Regions from separate parts of the Danio rerio genome. Here region 1 is linked to region 2. The links are chromatin contacts, called in public HiChIP or PLAC-seq maps. All regions are on one chromosome and are shown on one strand. The core of a region is the stretch at or near the end of the contact, and the rest is flanking DNA. Distances in the headings are between cores, read along the strand shown. Region 1 holds the start of hycc1 (hyccin PI4KA lipid kinase complex subunit 1). Region 2 holds the start of sp8a (sp8 transcription factor a).

The links. HiChIP or PLAC-seq counts read pairs in DNA pulled down with a chosen protein or histone mark.
Region 1: a contact with region 2 is called in an H3K4me3 HiChIP or PLAC-seq map of embryo, with 4 times the contacts expected there. The contact joins the promoter of hycc1 here to the promoter of sp8a in region 2. A contact is called at or near these places in 2 of 18 Hi-C or Micro-C datasets (caudal fin and embryo) and 1 of 4 datasets of contacts at active chromatin or transcription factors (embryo).

The regions. Positions count from the first base shown.
Region 1 is chr19:2,921,844-2,927,236 of GRCz12tu, forward strand. It overlaps hycc1 (hyccin PI4KA lipid kinase complex subunit 1), which reads left to right and starts at 2,321. Exons shown (of 11, transcript NM_205630.1): 1 at 2,321-2,418.
Region 2 is chr19:2,790,463-2,795,607 of GRCz12tu, forward strand. sp8a (sp8 transcription factor a) reads right to left here and starts at 1,819. Exons shown (of 2, transcript NM_213241.2): 1 at 1,799-1,819; 2 at 1-1,059. The coding sequence starts at 1,819.

The sequences.
Region 1 (5,393 bases), core at 1,071-3,570, 130 kb after region 2:
AGGTGGTTGCTAAGGAGTTGCTAGGTGGTTGCTAGGGTATTCTAAGTGGTTGCTAAGGTGTTGCTAGGCGGTTGCTAGGGTGTCCTAAGTGGTTGCTAGGTGGTTGCTAAGGTGTTGCTAGGCGGTTGCTAAGGTGTCCTAAGTGGTTGCTAGGTGGTTGCTAAGGTGTTGCTAGGCGGTTGCTAGGGTGTTCTGAGTGGTTGCTAAGGTGTTGCTAGGCGGTTGCTAAGGTGTCCTAAGTGGTTGCTAGGTGGTTGCTAAGGTGTTGCTAGGTGGTTGCTAGGGTATTCTAAGTAGTTGCTAAGGCGTTGCTAGGCGGTTGCTAGGGTGTCCTAAGTGGTTGCTAGGTGGTTGCTAAGGTGTTGCTAGGTGGTTGCTAGGGTATTCTGAGTGGTTGCTAAGGCGTTGCTAGGCGGTTGCTAGGGTGTCCTGAGTGGTCGCTAGGCCCTTACTAAGGCGTTACTAGGCGGTTGCTAGGTGGTTGCTAGGCGGTTGCTAGGGTAATTTGGGCGGTTACTAGGCAGTTGCTAGGGTACCCTGGGTGGTTACTAGGCAAGCCTCACATACATGCCTGATGAAATATTTATACTTAGTGAGCATTTCTAGCAAGTTACAGTACATGGCTAGTCAATATTAGCATGTAGCTAGTCACTGCTAGCATGTGTAGCATATAGGAAGTTCCGTTTGCTAGCATGAGTCAAACGAGCCAATCCCCAAGTCTCTACGATGTTCCGATGCTGAGATATAGCTGTTGATGAACGGTTGCTAGGGTACTCTCTTTTGTTGCTATGGGCGAGGTTACAGAGTGAACTTGAATGTGGTTGGCTGTCCAAGTCAAATGAGCCAACCCCCAAGTCAATAGGACACTGCTAAAGCAAAGATATTCATGTAGGCCAGTTATAATGGCAGTCTATGGGACCAGTTTGGGGGCGTGGCTTGTGAGATTCATTATCATATTGAGATGCTCATTGGTTGTCTGAGTCAGATGAGCCATCCCCCAAGCCAATAGGACACTGCTAAGCAAAGATATGCATGTAGGGCAGTTATAATGGCAGTCTATGGGACCAGTTTGGGGGCGTGGCTTATGAGCTTCATTATCATATTGAGATGCTGATTGGTTGTCTGAGTCAGATGAGCCCACCCCCATGTCTCTATGACACTCCTATGTAATGTTATAGATGTGTGACCTTTATAATGGAAGTCAATGGGATGTGCAATGGGACGCCCCACCCCATGTTAAGTCAATGGGGCAGTTATTAAGGGTCTTTAAATGGTTTGGGGGGGCGTGGCTTGTGAGTTTCAAAATCATATTGAGATGCTGATTGGTTGCCTCAGTCAAGTTAGCCAACCCCCAAGTCTGTATGACACTGCTATGTAATGTGATTGACATGTGAGTCAAGAAATGAATGGGAGTCAATGGGCCATGTAAAGTCAATGGGGACCCCTTTGGGACGTCCTAGCACCCCAGGGGTACAACTTATACCCCTTTTTGGGGTATGTTCTCATACAGGCTGCAACCCCCTACAGATGTTGCGAATCCCATATTTCTACGAATTTCACACTTGGCGCTATAACGCCTAAAAGGTCGTCCCATTTCGCGGCGCGTTTAGTGCTCTCCTAGAAAAATGAATGGGAGTCAATGGGGCCAATGTAAGTCAATGGGAGCACTTTGGGACGTCCTAGAGCCCCAGGGGTGCAACTTTTACCCCCTTGCAAGGTATGTTCTCACTTAGGCTGCAACCCTCTACAGATGCTGTGAATCCCATATTTCTATGAATTTCACACGCGGCGCTGTGAGTCGTCAAAGTTCGGCTCAATGTTAAGTCTATGGGATTTTTGGGGGGGTTTTTTGGCCCCTGCGGGGCCAAAAAACCCCCCACCCCTTATAAAAGTCATAGCACACCATTCCCGATAAGACCGGACGATTTGAGCCCACTTTCAAGGGTCTGGGACGAAAGCTGCGGGACTAGTTACGCGCCGAAAAATGGTACGGAAGAAGGAAGAAGAAGAATAATAAGCCAGCACAATTGTAAGAATGGACTTTGCCTATGGCAAACCCCATTAATAATAATAAGTTTACGTGAGATAACAGTATGTTGGCTTTTCAAGCCACCATAAATATATTTAACACTAGTTACAACGGATGCACTCTATCTCGCTAGTGGAAACCCTGTAGCCCCGCCTCCGCCATCTCTTGATTGGCTGTTATTTGTGGAGTCGCCGTTGGGTTTTATATGCTCCTACGCCATTGGCTCGTGCCGCGGTCAATCAGAAATCCTAACTCGCTCCATGTTAGACTGAAGTGTGTGAAAGTACTGGCGAGTGACTCCCGTGTGTTCAGTCATTTCAGCGCGTAAATGGATTAACCGAGACATAAACGTGTCGAACGGGAGGGAAGCTGTTTAAAGAGCATGATAAGTGAGTATATGTTTAATAACAGCCTTTATTTGAGCTCTAAATGTGCGTCTCGTGTACATGTACCGATGGCGCGGCGGTTGTTCTCATGTGTCTGACTGAACAAACTCAGCTTATGATAATAAAAAGGCTTCATATATGTGTTTTAAACTCGTTCGTGTGTGTCTTTGCAAACTTTATATGTGAAAGCACACGTGTTTTAGAACAGACTCTGTGTTTGCTGTTTTAAGCAGTTGACATGGCAGTTGCGCGCGAGCTGTCACTGCTGAAGTGTGTGTGTGTGTGTGTGTGTGTGGATGTAACGCACATTTGTGTGTATGAGCGTATGCGCTTTGTATGGGTATGCCGTGTGTTTACATGCATGTTGGTTTGTATTTGCATACTTGTATTGGTTTAAGTGTATGAATATTTTTGAGTCATGTTTGAGTGCTTGTTAGTGTGCTCACATGCATTGTTTTCTATTTGAAATGCTTGAGTGTGTGTGTATCATGCATGTAAGCGAATAATGTTGCTTAATATAAGCTAAATATCTTACAAGTTATATCTTAGACCCATTTTTAATATTATTTTTTTCGGTATTTTAAAGGGTAGTCATGTGGTAAGTTATATATAGGTCTTTTTTATATTTTATGATGGGGTTTATTGGATAAAAATGATCTTTTGTGGGGGGGTTTAATGCATTTAAAATCTATTTGGGTGAAGTTGGTTTTATATTTGCATGTTTTGACTTTCTCTTTAATAATATAATTTTAGAAAATTATTCTTTGCAAACATTTAAATGGGAAATCATATTAGCAGCCAATGACTATCAAAGCACAGCAATGTTTACTGTCAGTCAGAGAGTGCTGATGTTGTTTTAAAGTCATATCTGCATGCTATTTCAGACTGAATTTCTGAAGTAGTGTTGTAAAAAATATTAGTGCCTTGTCAAAGTTGTCACTTTATGCTCATTAAAGTATAATTAATCTGAATTAGCCCTTTTAAATTCTGCTTTAGTGTATTATTGAATGCTAAAGTCTGAATGTGTGAATATAAAACCAACTTTACCAATAATGCAACTTTAATATAAGCTAAATATCTTACAAATTACAACTTCGACCCATTTATGATATTAATTTGTCACAGTGTTAATTGGGTTGTCATGTGGTAAGGTATATATAGGTCTCCTTTATATTTGATGATGGGGTTTATTGGATGAAAATGGTTTAAAATGTATTGGGGTGAAGTAGTTTTTTTATTTGCATGTTTTGACTCTGTCTCCTTAATAATATAATTTCAGAAAATTCTAAATAAGGAAATCATAATAGCTGCCATTGACTATCAAAGCACTGCAATGTTTACATTCTATTAAATATTGCTAATGTTGTTTTAAAGTCATGCTTGCATGTTATTTTAGACCGAATATTCAAAGTAGTGTTGTAAAAAATATAAGAATCATGTCACAAGTTGTCACTTTGTGCTCGTAATCGTATAATTAATCTGAATTAGCCTTATTAATTCTGCTTTAGTGTATTATTGAATGGCAAAGTCTGAATGTGTGAATATAAAACCAACTTTACATGAATTAACGCCCCTGCTTATTTGTATTTACAGTTTTAGGACTGCACAATATATCGTTACAGCATCAATATCGTAATGTGTGCATTCGCAATAGTCACATCGCTGCATTTGTTTAATTATAGTTGTTGATCATCAATGAAGAACGGACCGTGTTTACATTTTACATTACATTTGAAACAGCGATCATGCATAAGGTGGCGCTTCTTGTAATGGCGGATCGAACATACGGTATATCAATGTTGCAATTCTAAGAAATATCACCGGCCAATTTATTAGGTACAACGGCTTGTTAATGCTAAATTCTAATAAGCCAATCACATGCCAGCGACTCAATGCATTTAGGCATGTAGACATGGTCAAGACGATCTGCTGCAGTTCAAAGCGAGCATCAGAATGGGGAAGAAAGGGGATTTAAGTGCCTTTGAGCGTGGCATGGTTGTTGGTGCCAGACGGGCTTGTCTGAGTATTTCAGAAACGGCTGATCTACTGGGATCTTCAATGATTTTGAACATGACAATGAGTTCACTGTACTCAAATGGCCTCCACAGTCACACGATCTCAAACGAATGGAGCACTTTTGGTATGTGTTGGAACGGGAGATTGGCATCATATATGTGCAGCCGACAAATCTGCAGCAACTGCGTGATGCTATCATGTCAATATGGAGCATAATCTCTGAGGAATATTTCCAGTGCCTTATTGAATCTATGCCTTGAAGGATTAAAGCAGTTCCGAAGGCAAAAAGAGGTCCAACCTGGTAATAGTGAGGTGTACCTAATAAAGTGGCCGGTGAGTTTAAATGCTGTTAATAAAAAAAAATACATCTTATAACTTTTTGTTGCATTTTTTCCCCACTTCATTTACAAATATCATGATATATTGTGGATGGTTTTCTTGTGATGTATCGCTGATATCGTGATCTATCATAATCGGGGGCAAAATATCATGATAATATCGTATCGGATTACTGTACCTGAATATCTGACTACTTATTTCACTTTAATTTTGTTTATTTATTCTCACAACCTCTTTGATTCACTCCTCTACAAGATTTTTACAATTCAAGTAAATGATTTCATGTCAAATAGAGCTCAAGTCTTCTGAAATTTTATTCATATCGCAATTTAAATCGCAGCAAAATTATATTACAACGTCAGATTTTTCCAATATCATGCAGCCCTAGTATACATTCTACATTGATGCATGTGAGATTGCTGTTTTTTTAGGGTGTTTGTGCAACTTAAAGGGAAATATCACCAAGAAAAGAGAATCCATGATTTATAATATTATCACCACGCCACTATTTCAACCCAAATATTCTGTTTTACTTTCGAGTGTTAGCAAATGAGTTTTCATTTTTGGGGGTGTGAGCTGTCTCTTTAAGATGTGTAATATGAGTTCAGTCACAAGGTTTGCTT
Region 2 (5,145 bases), core at 569-3,068:
TTTTACGTGTTTACTGAGATGATCACTGCGCATGAAGCGCTTGTTACACACTGGACAGGAGAATCTCTTTTCCCCGGTGTGTGTGCGTAAATGTCGCTGGAGCTCGTCGGATCTGGTGAAGCGCTTCCCACAGAAGAGCCAGTTACACACGAACGGCCTCTCGCCGGTGTGCCAGCGCAAATGCGCTTTGAGGTGAGAGGTCTTTCCGTATACTTTCCCGCAGCCCGGGATGTGGCAGCTGTGGAGCCCCTTTCTGCGTAGACTGGCCCCCGCAGGCCCCAGTCTCTCCGCCTCCTGACAGTTCGGACAGTCACAGGTCGCTCTGCCCGAGTAGCGCCTGGTGGAGGAACGCGGAGACCCGGCCAACGGCACCACAGGAGACCCTCCTAAAACCGCGCTGTTGGCACCAGTGCTGCTGTCTGTGTAGGTGGCGGAGAGAACTGGTTTGAACCCGTCCATCAGGTGCTGCCCACTGCTTAGGAGATGTGGAGACGGGCTGGCACTGAACGCGGAGTGAGTGAGGGAGGGATAGTCTGAGTTATAGCCGCTCAGGGGCGAATGCAAAGAGGTCTGAAGCGCGGCACCATTCGCGCTTTGAACATCAATCCAACCTGTGCCAACATCCCACCAGGAGGATCCGCTCCCATCCCCGGAGGAGATGCCAGCATGCGCGGATTTGAACCACGTCTCGTACGGGTGCGCGACGCTCATCCTCGGGTAAATCCCCTGGAGAGAGTCCACTTTCGAGATGAACACGGACTGCGCGCTCGGGTCCTGAGAACTGTTGGCGACTGAAGTTTGAAACACCGGATAGTCGTTTCCAAACGGGCTGGTGGAGGTGGTGGTGCCCGTTAAGGAGAACGAGCTGTTGGCGCTGAAAGAGTCGTTCCTCTGCGCGCCGAACGGGGAGAGAGAGCAGCTGCTGGGCGCTGCGCGTTTCCAAGGGTGAAAGCCGCCTTTCCCAAACGAGCCGCTGTCCGAGGGGGGACTCGAACTCCCTATTTTGTTACAGGTTGCTGCTAACATGGCCAATGGAGTGGATCCAACCCTTGGTTCCTCCTGTGCGCATACAAAAACCCAGTGTTAACAAGAAAGAAAAGGAGTTTGGCGTATTGCAAATTATAAGCAATTTATGAAAACGCGCACAATTTGATTAGTATTCTTTCAAAGATATTTTTTTCAAGGAAATCATTAGTTCATGAAAATACAGCAGTGAAACTTGATGGATTTTTTTTTTGTTGCGTTTAATTGGCTTTTTTACCAAAGCAAAAGTTTATGTTGTTTAAACTCAACCCGCTGTGATTTTATCCTTGCATTAAACTTTTCCGACTCTGTTCTGCCATCGGCAACACTGCTCATAAAAACAGAAAGTTCCAGTTAGAACCAGTTTTACAGTCTGATCCTTTTGGACAACATTTAACTCTGTTTAAATACACGTAAACCTTATGTATGACCCAGCAAATCTATAATAAAATTAGCCGATATCGATTGTTTAATCTCCTTTTTTAGTTAGGGATAATTTAAACTTGAGGTATTCAAAGAAATGTTCTACGAACATTATTTCCAATCAACGCCCTAAGAATTGTAAACATTCTGCAGGCTCATGTGACCTTAATCTAGCCTAACAGGTCAGCATTACGCACGGATTACGCACCGTCATTCATATCACTAGCGTATATTAATATAAACATCAGATTAAATCATCTTAAATTCGTCTCATTTCAGTTTAAAAAATCTCCAACAGACACACGAAGTATGTCCCAGCCAGCTTAACGCATAGAGATGCATCCGTACTCACCCCAAGAAGTGAAGTTGCCATCACCTGCGAAAGGTCTTTACATTTATAAGTCCCTCGGCTGTTTTGGAGACTTTTACCGCCCACCGCAGCACAAATGCTTTCGGCTCCGGCTTTGAAGATCCACCAGAGCCAGTGCGACCAATCAGATCAGCTGAAATCTTAGGGAATGCGCGTTCGGCGATGATGTCATCTCGATGACGTGTTGCACTGGTAATTGTTTACAAGTGGGAGGAGGGACGGGCGGGGGAGTCAATCTTTACTAGACCTTTTTTTTTTAATTGTTAGGGTAACCCATGTAAGGGTGACTAATATTTTATTCTAATGAGATGCATGTGAATGTTTATTTTTGCACAGTGCAACATTTAACAATAATATATACATTTAAATGATCTAAATATTAAAATCTGTATTATTTATGCGTAAGAGATTTTTTACACCGGGTTGGTGAGGGCGTGGATGGAGGGCGGAAGTGGGTGTTGCACGTGGAGGAGCAGGAGCTTTACAAACAACAGCAGATGAACTTCATCCACGAGCTCTGTCCTCTTTCATCTCATTCACAATAGAGATTCATGCGCGCTTCATCCACGCACAGTCCTGTGCTGCTGTTTCTGATCTCATTTAGGCCACTCTTGGTCATGAGAAACACTTAATTTAGTGCAAATTTGTAGAGAATAAATTGCAGTATTTTTTACTTATATAATGGGGTGCAAAAAAGACTTTAAGACATTTTTTATATGCCTTTAAGCAATTTGAGTGTATGATTAGAGCAGCATTTATAAAGCATTCCTCCTGCGCGCGCACACAAAAATATTTTATTCCATTGATTATATTGGTCTAGAAAGATATAATATTTTAAAAAGAAAATATATAATATACTAGAATATATATATATATATATATATATATATATATATATATATATATAATTATAAACATAAGCCTATATACTTTAGCCTTTACATTTCATAGCATTATCTAATATTTTCGAGCTCTTTATTAGATTTTAAATCCTAAATGTTGTGTTTTGACACTGCTGTATTTATAAATATGAACAAAACAAATAATATGCATATAAAAAAATCTGTTGGTTGCTGTGTCACATGCACGCGCTCAACCAGATTAAAACGCATCAACATGCGGCCCACGTGCACACTCCGTGTTTAATTTGACTTTCAGATTTAATAAAGAGGTGAGCTTTAATCACGCGATTTTTATTTGTTTGATACTAATGTTCGATCATTAGGCTACAGGCAGCGGGGAAAGTTAATTAAAAACCACGCGCAGGATCAATTCAGCTTTCAGGTCATCACGATTATATAGTTTATCAGATTTAGAGACTCGCTTGATTTTATAATACATTTGAAGCATTTATGTGTATTTGTGTGCTATTGTTTTAATAGAGGTAGAAGTTTGATGTCATCCTGCTGTCTGATTGATGAAAAAATGCAACAGTTAAATGATATAGTATGAAATATCAACCTAGTAATTTATTTATCATTCATTCGTTCGTTTTCTGCTTAGTCCCTTTATTAATCTGGGGTCGCCACAGCGGAATGAACCAGGGATTTATTTATTTATTTAAATTCTTTCATATTTTAGATGAAGAAACATTGGATAAATAGCATAATCAAGGAAAAATACTGTGTTTTATTCACTTTAGGCTTTGGATTTTTCCCCTTGAAAATCAAAATTTTTAATTTAAATTATATTTCTCAAGCATAAATTGAACGTCATATTTAAATAAAAATATTAAATAATATCAATGAGGTAAACAGAGTTCAGAGGTCATCATGATACAGAAATGCGCGCGTACGTGTATGTTGAACAGATCTCTCTCTCTCTCTCTCTCTCTCTCTCTCTCTCTCAATTCAATTCAATTCAATTCAATTATAATTGCTTTACAAGTTCTAAAGTTTACATAAAAAAGAAAAAAATGCATATATAATAAAATGCACAGTAGTAATAATAATAATAATGATTAAAAATATAAATAATGAACATATTATTATTCAATATATTATTATTCAATATATTATTCAATACTCTCTCTCTCTCTCTCTCTCTCTTTCTCTCTCTCTCTCTCTCTCTCTCTCTCTCTCTCTCTCTCTCTCTCTCTCTCTCTCTCTCTCTCTCTACATTCTTTCCCACACGTATATGTGCAGAAATCCCGTGAGGAACCTGTTCTCATAATAAGCGCGTTAACACGGACCATCGAGCACCGACAAAACGCACCGACCGAGAGAGACACGCAGTGAGGGGGGACTTTAATTGTTTGCTTGTTGGTTTTCGAGCGAACATCAAATATCTGCTCAGAAATGCACAGAGAGCAGCTTTAATATCCGCCAATTACATGATGCATGACAATTAAAGCCAATCACGAGAAACCACATTTGTTGGGTGGAAAAAAGAAAACGGCAAATAAAAAAATGTCATTTTTGCATCTTGTATTAGTAAGTTCTCAATTGGAAAATAAAAATATTCAAGAGAAAATCTAAAGAAAATTATTTGGAGTATTACTACTAGAATTATTTTGTGCGCGTGTGTATAATTACACGTATTAGTTATTGCTTTGTAATTATTATGTGTATTATCTGAATGGATTTTTTTCCACACATTTTTATTTATATTAGGCAACATTAGATTTCTTTATATTCATTCATTCATTTTCTTTTCGGCTTAGTCCTGTTATTAATCAGCGGTCGCCGCAGCGGAATGAACCACCAACTTACCCAGCCACAACCCTTCACTGGGAAATACACTCATTCACACTCACACTAAAGCCAATTTAGCTAATCAAACTGGTTTGTAAGAAGTAAAGCGTGAGTAAATGAGGACAGAACTGTCATTTTGGGTGAACTGTCTATTTAAGTTGCTTTGTGTTTACTTTGTGTATTTATTAGTAAAATAATTACACTGTAAAAAAATTATATGGCAAAAAGTCTTGACATTGAAAGGACAATTTAAGGAACAGTTCCAAACATGAGCACAAAGGAAGATATTTTGGAAAACAGCTGAAAACCTGTAACCATTGACGTCCATAGAAAAAACAGATTCCATGGAAGTCAATGGTTACAGATTTTCAGCTTTTTTCAAAGTAGAAGTAGAATAAAGTCAAACAGGTTTGGAAGAAAAGAAGTGTTAGAAAATGATGACAGAGTTTTCAGTTTTGGGGTGAACTGTCTCTTTAACTTATTATTTTAGTCTTGATTGATGTAAGTTGAGCTGAAAAGACAAATCTGTTTGATTCAACTAATAAAATTAAGGGAGCAAGAATTTTATACGTGTATAATACACGTTTAGATAAAATATAGACCCAACTTTTATTTAAAGATTTAACCCAAGCATTC